Regions from separate parts of the Larimichthys crocea genome. Here region 2 is linked to region 1. Evidence: chromatin contacts called from public Hi-C data. All regions are on one chromosome and are shown on one strand. Each heading gives the region's core, a stretch centred on a gene start, on an enhancer-like site or on the middle of the called end of the contact. The rest is flanking DNA. Distances are from core to core; before and after follow the strand shown.

Region 1 (5,978 bases), core at 1,482-3,981:
TACAAATGCTACCGTGCATGCACTGGCCCTAACCAAAAACAACTCGCATTGACTACAAATATCCAATTAACTATTCTACCTTCAATGAGTAAGGTGATATTTCTATAAAAGCCATGGTAACAGTTGGTGAATGGGGTTTTGCTCTTGAAGCACAAACAAAATGCATGGTGAGGAGCAGTCAGAGAAGAAAACTACATTACCCAATGGTCCGCAGATTGACGGACAGATACCCAAAGCTTAAGATTGAACCACAGGAGTCCTCAAGACGCCCCGGGGGCCAAGGACCTTCGGCCAACCTGTCATCCCCGATCCCAGTGCCCCGCGGTGGCTCAGACCACGGGCTTCTCCCACAGGAGGGGGTGGGGTGGCCCTGGGGGGAGGAGAGACCCCCTTGCATCATGGTTGTCATGCCGACTGCTTCATCTTACGTACCATTCCACATCACCCAGGCTTTGGTAAATGTAGCTGGTCGCTGTTAGTTGGTTGCAAGGGAAAAAAGAAGCCAAGTTAATGCCAAGGCCTGTAGTACGGACATGTACAGATTTCTATGAAGACAAAGGGCACAAATTAAGAAGTTGTGCCTTGCCTTACACTTTTTTAATATGCACTCCAAATCTTAAAGTGAGTTTGTTGAGATCTAATTTTCAGTGTAACGTCAAACTCAGATGTTTTACGTAGACAATTACACTTCTGAAACTACCAGTGAAGCGGAAACTGAAAAGTTTTAAAATGGTTTAGAGTACATGGATAAACAGAAGAGCACTTTCACAGCAAAAAAACACATCGACATCATATTGAACAAAACCAAAAAGCAATGCAACATGTTGCATGTGACAAAAAAAACAAAAACATTATTTGCATTAAAAAAAGGGAGGACAGAGTTCAATGTCAGTGCTTACTTTTTGCCTCTGATCTGCCTCAGGTGGTGGAAAACGTTGATGACGTCTCGTATTCGTCGCGGCGCTTCTTCGATCTTGGAGGCCAAGTTGATACAAGCCATGGCAACAATCTGGAGAGAAGGTGGATGAAGCAAAAGAAAGAAAGAAAAAAAGTGGGAAGAAAGAGTTCAATAACTGGAGACCAGAGACACGGTGCCCACATATGACAGTATTAAAAAAATATACAACAAGAGGACAAACAGCCAAGAGTCCTATATCTCTAGAAAAATGAGGCCACTGTGTGAGAATTAAGTAATTTTATACATGGTTTCTGCACCTGCACCTGTTGACAACTCACAAGATAAATGTGTAATGTAACCTCAGATTTCAGCCACATTCTTGCTAGAGACCAACACTTTTAAGTTGATAAACTAGACACCAGATTAAGGCTGTACAATAATGTTATGAATAGACTGACGTAATAAAGATGAATCATTAGTACTAATAACACATCCGCGACTGTCCTGACTTCCGCACCTTCAATTCTCTAACAAAAACACACCTTTTTTAAAATCGCCTCAGCTCAGTCTGTTGTGTTTCTAGTGAACTCTCTCGTATTGTTTTGATGACTCGATGTTCTTATGTAAAGCGTCTTTGAGTACTTTGAAAAGCACTTTTAAATCAAATGTATTACTATTATTGATAAGTTACAGCCCGATATAAAAGACAGACACGCTATGTTATAAATACTCATGTGTGATCTGGCGTGGACTTTGAGATAGTGATGGCATTAAAGACCCTTTATAGCAATGTTAATTTTATACATGGTTTCTGCACCCTGCTGGCAAATCACAAGATAAATATATGCGTAATGTAACATAAATAGATTCTCATTCTTGCCATAGACCAACACTTTTAAGACTAAGGCTACATATTAATGTTATTAATAGACTGATTTATAAGGATTAATCATAAGTATTGATGAGTTACAGCCTGACATGCTGTGTTATAAACACGTGTGTGTGATGTGTTGACTCGTTTTATCCGTGGACTCAGACACAGTGCTGTCTGTGCTCCGCGCTTTGTCTCCACAACACTTCAGACTGAGCCGTATCGACAACATGGCTGCCGTCAACGTACCCACTACGTTAGGCTAAGCTATGCTAACACTCAGCGGCCTGACAATGACCCAGAAACCGGCTCCGACTTACCTCGAAGCTGTGTTTGACGAAGGACTTGGAGTAGAAAAACCGATGAAACAGCACCTGTCCCGTCGCCATCGCCACCTGTGGAGACAAACACAGCGGTTTGCAGTTTGTTCTCTCGTCTCGTCTGAGCTGGCCTAACCTTGCACAATGGACCGGCCGCCATTTTAACTCCACCACGCCAACGTCAAAGAGCTAACATTAGCACGCGGCTAACAGCCAGGCGGTGCGGTGTTGTGGTTTAAAAAAAAAAAACATAGCAGCTTTTGCTCGTTGTGAATTTAAAACATTTATTATATGTTGTTGCTTGACTTACTTGAGGTAACCGGAGCAGAATGCCCGCCGATTGGATCAGCTCACATCCAAGGATGCGAAGGTCGGTCTCCGTGTTCAGGTCGAGGCCGTCGAGCATCGACGGCGTCGGAGATAGCCTTTCCTCCGGTATGAGCGAGTTATCGATCGTGAGGTACACTTCCGAGTAAACTTTGTCACCGATGAGAATGCCATCGTTGTTTGTGGACGCGTTAGAGGATACAGACAGAGGACCTGCGGCCATCTTCACCCGAGAAAAACACACACAGCAGTTAACAGTTAGAGCTCGGGCAGCCTCGACGGAACGACGGCGGTGACTGACAAAGTGCGTGACGTCACCATCCTGTCGACACGCAAACGTCTGTGCACATCCGCGGCGGCAAATAGTTTCGCAGTGTTGACTGACCAAAAACTACATTAGATTAGATTAGATTAGATTAGATTAGATTAGATATGCTTTATTTATCCCACCACGGGGAAATGTATTTGTTACAGCAGCAGAGGAAAGTACACTACAGAATTAGAAAAAAAAGTAGAAAAGGCAAAAAACAACAACAACAAAAAACACATTAAACATACAGAAATGTCTATAACATACACAATAAACACGAAAAACAGACAAATACTGAGGATAAAAGTGGCATGATATATAAAAAGAGTATTGTAATGTAAAGTGACCATAGTGTAAGAAAATATAGCAAAGAAACTGACCATGATATAAATAATAATATTATTGCAAGAGTAGTGACCATAACATAAATAATATTACAAGAGTAAGTGACCATGATATAAATAGTAACTGCAAGGAAATAAAATAGAAAAAAAAAATGCAATGAGACATGAACAGGAGACTACAACATGATCAGGTGGTGCAGGTGTTGTAAAGTGTGACAGCAGCAGGGATGAGGTGGTGGTGTAACAGTCTGCTGCTGAAGGAGCTGCTCAGGGACCCCACAGTGTTCACAAACGGTACAGAAATTTAATATATATTAAAATTCACATTTCTTTATTAATTGGTCACTCATTTACCCTTTCTTATTTTTTACTCCTTCATCTAAACTGTCACCAGATTTAAACTGTAGACTCTAAATAAAATTACGTATTAAACAAATAAATAGTTAATACACAGAACAATTGGCGTGATATTTATTTGTTTTCCTTTTTATTTAAATGGAAAATCGTGTCATGCTTCCTTCAAGAGCCACACGTAAAGCCCAGTTTTCTAACTTTAAAAGTATTTAAAAAATGACAAATACGCCCTAAAACATTAGTTCTTGATCAACTTATTATTGTCAAACATTACAGACAATCCGATCTTGCAGCCATCTGGGAAATGTGGATTAGTTATTATACAAGGCTCGGTTTTACCATTAATTATAGCACTGCACGTCGCACCAGGTTTCGCAACACGGCGGTCTGAGTCATCGTTGTATTTCCGACATCGCCCGAAGGCAGCACAGGGAAGCGACTCACCACCAACGGTTCCTGTGACGTAGTTTACGGGAAAGTCCGGACTTCTCACCAACATCACTGGAACATATCCATCCGCCAATTAATTTAAAAAAAAAAAGAAAAAGAAAAAAAAAAGAAATACAGCAATTTAATCAATTTGATTAAGAAATCAGTGTTTGTGTGACTAATTTACACAGACTGTACCGATACAGAAACCTTACAATAATACATTTGTATTTAATTGTTTATATACATTTATAGCACTCAGGTAAGAACAGGAATGAATGTGTCAGACAAATTCAGAACTTAATTTGAAACTGGCATTTATTGTGTTAAAGAAGGTGCAGCTCCATATGAATAGTTAGGAAAAGGAACATTGTGTTCACTCGCTGGCACAGCTCCTGTGATTTTATAGCCTGAAGCCTTGTAGTAACTACAAATGGACAGCAGAGAGAACTAGAGACACGCAGGTTAAGGTTTCTAAAAATTGGGTGCACCAAGTGAAGCCCTGGGCTCCCTGAGGTTATAGAGTTTATTCTTAGAGGACCTGACATTGTACCATATCCAACAACCTGATGCTGCAGTGCAGTTGACTGCAATGTTTAAATATACTGCCTTTACTGCCAACTTATTGGCTTATGGGCCTGTACTGCTGCAAGTATATATGTGTGTGTGTGTGTGTGTGTGTGTGTGTGTGTGTGTGTGTGTGTGTGTGTGTGTGTGTGTGTTGTTCTGCTTGTGTGTTTCTGTGAGTTTCCACTACTCAAATAAATTATAATCTGTGGCAGATCCTGCATTATTGCATAATTTTGAGGCCCTGTCTGCCTGTTCTGTAGAAGGGGCCCAGGTCAAAATCATATTCTAAGACTTATTAATTAATTTACTATATATCTATAAATACTGCATCTGAATAAGATGCAGTGTCTACTTGCAACCTTTCATCACAGTTTGTCCACCAAGGGCTGGTTTTCCTCTCTAAATGTGTCAGATTGTTTAACTGAAATTTATATAATATATACAGTATATATATAATTTCACCAAAAGCATGAAGATGAATTAAAAACAATGTTTTTTTAAACCTTTTCCATCAAGTAACCCATCAGATGTATCTTCTGACCCATTAAACTGGTTTACATCATGCTCACATTGTGTATATTCCTAAACAAAATTCCTTTTTTAGTCAAATTACCACAAACCAAATGTAGTTTTCCAGCAACAAGAGCTAAGGGTTTTTTCCAGGTCTGCAGGTAAATACAGTGAAGTTTCCACGTTTAGTCTGCTGTCTGCAGCGTACATGTGGACAGCGGGGTACATACACGACTCACAGAGGGAGGAAATGGGGGGTTCAGTAGGAGCCCAAGGGCAAATCATTGCCCCCTGTCCCACTAACAGTTTAATCCTGCAATTATTTCCTGAGGTTATATACTGTATATTTGCATGTGAGTGTCCAACTGTAATAATGTAAACAAAGCCTAACATGTTTGAGACTCTGTGTGGTGTACACACACACGCAAACACACCTACACACACCTACACACACACACACACACACACACCCCTACACAGACCTACACACACAGATTTACCTCCTCAGTTTTACTAATACACCACAAGAGGTGGCAGACTGAGGTCTCATTGTCCCCGTCATTAACCAACACCTACAACCAGCACCTCCGGCCCTCGCACTTACGCAGTTACCACGACGACAAGAATACTGAGCATTCTTTCTCCGGTTGCCTGGGTGACACTAATTATAGGGTGTGGGAGGGCTCACGGGACGACAGAATTCCGGAACGACCATAACGACGCAGGAGAGAGGCGTTCAGGGACGCCCAGTGACGAACAAGGGCTTAGTTATACACACACGCCAAACCCAGGAGCGTGTGTTTACGGGGAACTTGCACAGATTCCCCAGGGACACGTGTGCATGCCTGCCCTGCTATGATAATTACTGTGAAGGAGATCACACTCAAAATGTGTATGCATGGCATGTGTGTGCACACGTATGATTGTTTGTGCATGTGGGCATTTGGCAAGGGTGTTAAAATTTGCTATGCTGTCCTGTTACGCAAATATTTATATATAAAAAGTGTTTCATGGAGATGTATCTGTTCAGGCCAGTTCCCTCTTG
Region 2 (5,978 bases), core at 1,413-3,912, 150 kb after region 1:
CATATCTTATCTCTTTATCTTCTAAGAAGTTGCTCTAGTCAGTCCAAACTTTTTGCTGTAGGGCTGAAAGTTCAGTTTCTCAATAAGTAACTCAAATCTCTATCCACCTCTCTACACAATGTAACTGATCTTTAAAAATCCTGAAACACTACATAAATACTTGGCACTATAAGCACTACGAGGCCATGACCATACTCTCCTTGATTGTATGTGATCCTTGTGATTTAAAACCTTCAGATCTGCTGTTGCACTCTTTGCCAGTCCCTTGGGAAATGTGTGTCAACTGCATATCTAACCCGACGTGTACAGACATGTAGATGTTGACCTCTAGTGGGCAAAATGTGAATCCTGCAAGTACTTCAAACTCTGCTGCTGGAGCTTTCGTAAAACAATTTTTAGATTTTTCATACATCAGCATCTGTGTTTCATTTCATTACACGATAAGCTGCTGCAATGACATGAAATATTCACATCGGTACCCAGGAGGAAAGCAGTGAATGAGAAACTGGTTGAGGAAGGCAGGGAAATTCCTGTACAGTAGTACCATAAAAAGTATTTTACCAAAGTAAAAGTAAAGACTGGTATAGCATGTTAAAATAAATGTGCTGATGTGACTGTAATGGGATGTGGTTGGGCATTCGTGAAGAAGTAAGAAAAGTACAGAAAAGAGGAACAGCCCAATTGATGTTGATTGCAGCCGCATTTGTATCACTCCTCACCCTTTGTCTCTTTATTACTTTTTTTTACATGTATTTTTGTTGAACCCCCAAGATGTTCTTGCACTTGAATATCAGTTTATATCACAATCACAACCTATGTTACAATATCTATAGCACATTTGTATGTAGACGCATTGTACAGTGTGTATAGGGGCATAACTGTTGGCAAAAATACATCGTAAAAAAAGGAACAAAAAAAATAAAGTTGGGAAGTAGGCGGCAACTAACCCACCGTAATATAGAAAAATAATCATTTAAAGGGCAGTGTCACCCATATTACATAAAAACAGATTATATGTTAGAGGCCCATATTGTGTTCCTTTTTTTTAAATTAAAGTAGATCTAGGTGCTATATAAATAATTACATAGTATGTATCAAAACACTTGGTCGATGCACACAACCCGTATTTAGAAATTGTGCCTTTAAACCAACTTACCGTTGGTAAGTTTGTGATGTCACAGCTCTACAGTCACTGCCCTCTGCAAGGCCACCTGTACCGGCCCAGGTAGGCTGCAGTCTACTGCAAAGCCATGTGCCACTCAGAAAACAAAAAAAATACAACATAACACAAAACACTCTTGTTGTAGCTTTGCTGGAGAAATGTGAACAGATGTAAAAACCATATTGAGATTTTGGCACAAATATATCTTCTACTGTGTATCAAAAAACTTCAAATGAAACACCAGAAAAGTGTCAAATGTGGGACTTTTACAACACGCTAACAGTTTTCATAGGTTTTTCTGACAACTGGTCATTAGCACCAGGGGCACCATTAGGGGGTGAAAAGTTAGGATGATTCTGAGGGCCTGTGACTGACAGGGGCCCTGAAAAAATATTAGAACATTAGTTTATTTTTTATTAACATATCATTTATGGATTTTAATGGAATATTTAATTTATAATCAAACAAACACTTTATCTGTATGCAGAATGTTTCCTGTATGTCTACACAGTGATATATATTGTACAGTTAGTATCGGACTATATAAAAGAGTTGAAGCCTTCACAGGTAGAGGTGTGGTTACAGAAACTGCACATGGTTGGCGTTGCCTGTGTGTGATGGTGGGACCCAGTGTGATATCTTTTAATGGGGTCCAAAATCCCTGGTGGCGCCCCTGATTAGCACCACCCGCTCCCTTAAAACTGACTTGACTTTAAATTAAACAACATGTTTTCACTTCAGAATGTTTTCAGTGAGGACGCAGGGGCGTCGTATAGGGGGGAAAAGTTGGGACAATTCCAAGGGCCCACGACTGACAGGGGCTCCAAAAAATAGGTAAACACCAATCTATCTAATCTAATATATATTTCAATATAATAATGAAATGAATTATCTCTTTGTTTTTACGTGTTTTGGGCCAGTAAAACGTTAAATAAAAATGCCCTTTAGCACATTTTTATGGTGGTTTTTAATCTTGCATCGAATAGTGAACTGCACTGCAGACTGTGTGCAGACTTGCATGCATGTACAAATCACCAGCAGTAAATATTGTGCTAGTACTAGTATTGAACTACAAGATGCAAAAGCCTTTAATTAGAGTTATGTAAAGCTTTTGATGGGATCACTAGATCCTAGAGATGTGGTGACAACAGCTGCGCAGAGAGGAGGGGGCCCAATTGGATTTTTTTGTCATGGGGCCCAGAATTCCTGGCGGCGCCCCTGTGAGGATGACAAATAAAAGTATAAAAATAAAAGCGTGCAGCGCCCTAAACCTTAATCAGTATCATTGGAAACACTTGTGATCAGCAAAATGATTGCTGTGGAAAAGCTCTACTATATCAGGGTAAACGTTAAATAGGCATATATAATAATATAATAATATAAATATAACAGTGAGCTGACCTTTACAGTGAATGAAGCCAAACTGTGCTGCAGTGTCTTTGTCCTCCTGCGGGGGGAGGGCAGCAGTGAGCTGCAGCGTCTCCACAGAAGAAGAAGCCGCTCGGCGTATGTCCGGGTTAGTGCTGACGCGTCCCTCTTCTCTCCGTACACCGACGTGTCAGTCTTCTTGTGTCCAGAGCTGAGCAGCAGCAACAGCAGCAGACACGCCGGTCAATCCGCAGACATGGCTCCCAAAGGCAGCAACAAGCAGCAGTCGGAGGAAGACCTCCTCCTCCAGGACTTCAGCAGAAACCTCTCGGCCAAGTCCACCGCGCTGTTTTACGGGAACGCGCTCATCGTGTCCGCCATCCCCATCTGTGAGTACCAGCTAGCTGCTGCTAGCTCACACTGATTCATTCAGACTCACTCACCTGTGTGTCTGTCACTTTTTAAACATAAAAACACAGTAATGTGATGTGCTAAAGTAAAAATAAAGTGTGGCTAAGTTACTGTAAGTGCAGGTTTGGTTAATAGTAACAAAGAGTATCTGTAACTGGGAGTAGCAGCATAGAAAACACAGGATGAACCTGGTTTACAACATGTACATAACCGACATAAGGGCTGTGTAGCTGTGGCTCAGGTCGTCCACTAATCAGATGGTCGGTGGTTCGATCCCCGACTCATCCAGTGTCCTTGAGCAACATACTGAACCCCAGAGTAGCTTTGTTTAAAGGCGTCAGCTAAATGTAAATGTAAACATACTGCATGTTCACTGTTATCATCAGTAGTGATTGACTCTCATCTTTTCCCAGGGCTGTTTTGGAGGATCTGGCACATGGACCTTGTCCAGTCTGCGGTCCTGTACGCCGTGATGACCCTGGTCAGCACCTACCTGGTGGCCTTCGCCTACAAGAACGTCAAGTTTGTTCTCAAACACAAGTAAGAACCGCGTTTCTCTTCGCTGTACATTAGTTGGATCAAGGCTGCACATACGTCGCGTCACACTGCTGATAGCACCGTGTAAAATAAATGTAATGGCTCATTTGTTGTTTCAAATACATGAGTGGTTCATCTCGTCAATTTCTGTTTGTCGTCTTTCGCTGACTCGTCATGTTTGCGATCTCTCTTCGTCCTGCAGAGTTGCCCAGAAACGTGAAGATGCTGTTTCCAAGGAGGTAACCAGGAAGCTGTCTGAGGCAGACAACCGCAAGATGTCTCGCAAGGAGAAAGACGAGAGGTGAAACACGCGTATCTTTTACCTCAGTGTAGCCTGTTGGATGCTGGGTGTTTACACTTTTGGTTTGACAAATTAAGGGTGTTTTCAGTGCAGTGTGTCAGACATGAATGTGCAGAAAGCATAGATGTAGTGCTGGTGTGTGTGAAAGCAGTCAGTAAGATACTTCACATAGTACAGGATACGACAGATGCTGACTCAGTTAACCGATCAACTCCAACCAGGATCACCCCAGCAAAATATTACCTTTACACCTTCTATCTGGATGCAGTGTCCCAGTTAAGAGGCTTTGAGTTGACAGACTCGACAGTCATCTTTTGACTTTTTCTAGAATAAAAATGTTGAATCAGTGTAAGTGGTGGCTTCTCTGCAGAGTCTCCGTACAGTCCTTTTATTTTTTACATGACCACAAAGGTGACTGACATTGTGTTTTCCTCCGTTTGTCCAGGATCCTGTGGAAGAAGAACGAGGTCGCTGACTACGAAGCCACCACCTTCTCCATCTTCTACAACAACACTCTCTTCCTGGTCCTCGTCATCGTCGCCTCCTTCTTCCTGCTCAAGAACTTCAACCCCACTGTGTATCCTTTACATCAGACTGTACATGTCAACAGCACTCGGATATTTACAATTATCAGTTATTAAATACTTATTTTTATACGGCATCGGTCTTAAAATGGCATGAGTGCAGTCAAGTTTTTTGATTATACCTGAGCTGTATGAGAATATTCATTCATTCTGCTCAGTTGAAGGTTGATGCACACACAAATCCCTTCGAAATCTCAGCTGAATACATTTTATAAGGTGTCATTTATCGCTCTGCTGATGCTTGTGTTTACCTTAACCTGCTTTTTTTTCCCAGCAACTACATTCTGTCGATCAGTGCCTCCTCCGGACTCATTGCTCTGCTGTCCACAGGCTCCAAATAAAGGAGGAAGAAAAATTGGAGGGATGAATGGGTGGGCTTGGATTAGGAGTGGGTAAAAGACGTGTATGCTATATTGTTTTTCACTTAAGTTAGGAATGGGGTTTAAGGGGGGGCGGCGGCGGCTAGGATATCACATTTCAACTTCATGAAATTCATGATCAAATGTCTGGAGGGTGTTCCTCCAGGTCTGTCTTCTGTTTTTTGTAACAAATAAAGCAACCAGGTATACTTCTCATCTCTGTTGTGCCGTGTCATGTGTTTTTGTAGGCTGATGACTGACAAACAAAAAGCGAGACAATGATGGTTCCATTGGCAATGCATTTATTCATAATCACACTTTCATATAGATTATTTACAGAGAAACCACATGTCCAGGAGAGAAATAATACACTGATGATTTACATCTGAACAAAAACAAGAACAGAACTCGACATGTTGTAGAAAACAACACTGATCCGTAAAATCGGTTACACTAGTTGACATTTTGATCAGAACTGATGTGGGCTGGCTTCATACCAGAACAGAAGTCATGGTTGAAGTTCGTGTCACATCAAACTTTTCATGTCATCTGAATCAGTTAATCTGTGGCTAAATGTTCAACTCTTAATTGTTTCCGGCTTTGTCCCAATTTGGTTGTCAAACCTTCTCACCAGGGTTGTTGAAGAAACTGATGATCATATTATGACCAGCTTCTCTAAATTATCAATGTATTACATTACATGCCACTAAACTGGTACCCATAGGAAAGTTGTATTGCTTGATCTTCCCTCTACAGAAAGCACAGAAAGTTTGTTGGAGAGGCTGTGGAGCTGTTAAAAACTGTATCCCCTTATAAAGACAAACGCATGCTTCATAAGGCGAATGGCTACTTAAAGGAGAAAACACTGTGTGCTACTGCATCAGCAATGCTGCTAAAACACATTTACTTATGTGATTTTACTATTCCAGTAAGATTTTTCTGTAGAAACGGCCTAAATAAAGGACAGAACAAAACCATTGTCTTTCCAGGAACTGTATACTGTATATTATCTCTACACAGACTGTTGTGAGGGTCAGGCTGCTTTGTTTCAAAGATTTTTGTCCAAATGAAGTAATCAGTAACATATAGTGTAGATTAGGCAATCTAATACATATTGTTCTTGTCTGACTTTGTAGGACAGCACCCAAACACCATTTAACAACTCGTAATGAAAGACATCCCTGAATGTTTTTTTCCTGTAGTGGGACACAAGTCACAAGTCAAGGCACTCTGTCGGGCGGAGAAGTCTCCACACA

Evidence for each region. Hi-C and Micro-C count contacts between places; a contact is called where the count stands out from the background.
Region 2: a Hi-C map of muscle shows a contact between it and region 1, with 5 times the contacts expected there. The contact joins the promoter of ssr3 here to the promoter of ccnl1a in region 1. A contact is called at or near these places in 5 of 7 Hi-C or Micro-C datasets (all in muscle).

The regions. Positions count from the first base shown.
Region 1 is chrVII:10,638,952-10,644,929 of L_crocea_2.0, forward strand. It overlaps ccnl1a (cyclin L1a), which reads right to left and starts at 2,732. Exons shown (of 10, transcript XM_010737354.3): 1 at 2,400-2,732; 2 at 2,090-2,164; 3 at 900-1,009. The coding sequence starts at 2,639. It overlaps lekr1 (Leucine-, glutamate- and lysine-rich protein 1), which reads right to left. Exons shown (of 13, transcript XM_019278971.2): 13 at 3,313-3,925. The coding sequence ends at 3,923.
Region 2 is chrVII:10,785,318-10,791,295 of L_crocea_2.0, forward strand. ssr3 (signal sequence receptor, gamma) reads left to right here and starts at 2,663. Exons shown (of 5, transcript XM_010737351.3): 1 at 2,663-2,919; 2 at 3,355-3,481; 3 at 3,681-3,779; 4 at 4,225-4,356; 5 at 4,638-4,938. The coding sequence starts at 2,787. The coding sequence ends at 4,704. kcnab1a (potassium voltage-gated channel subfamily A regulatory beta subunit 1a) reads right to left here. Exons shown (of 14, transcript XM_010737349.3): 14 at 5,008-5,978.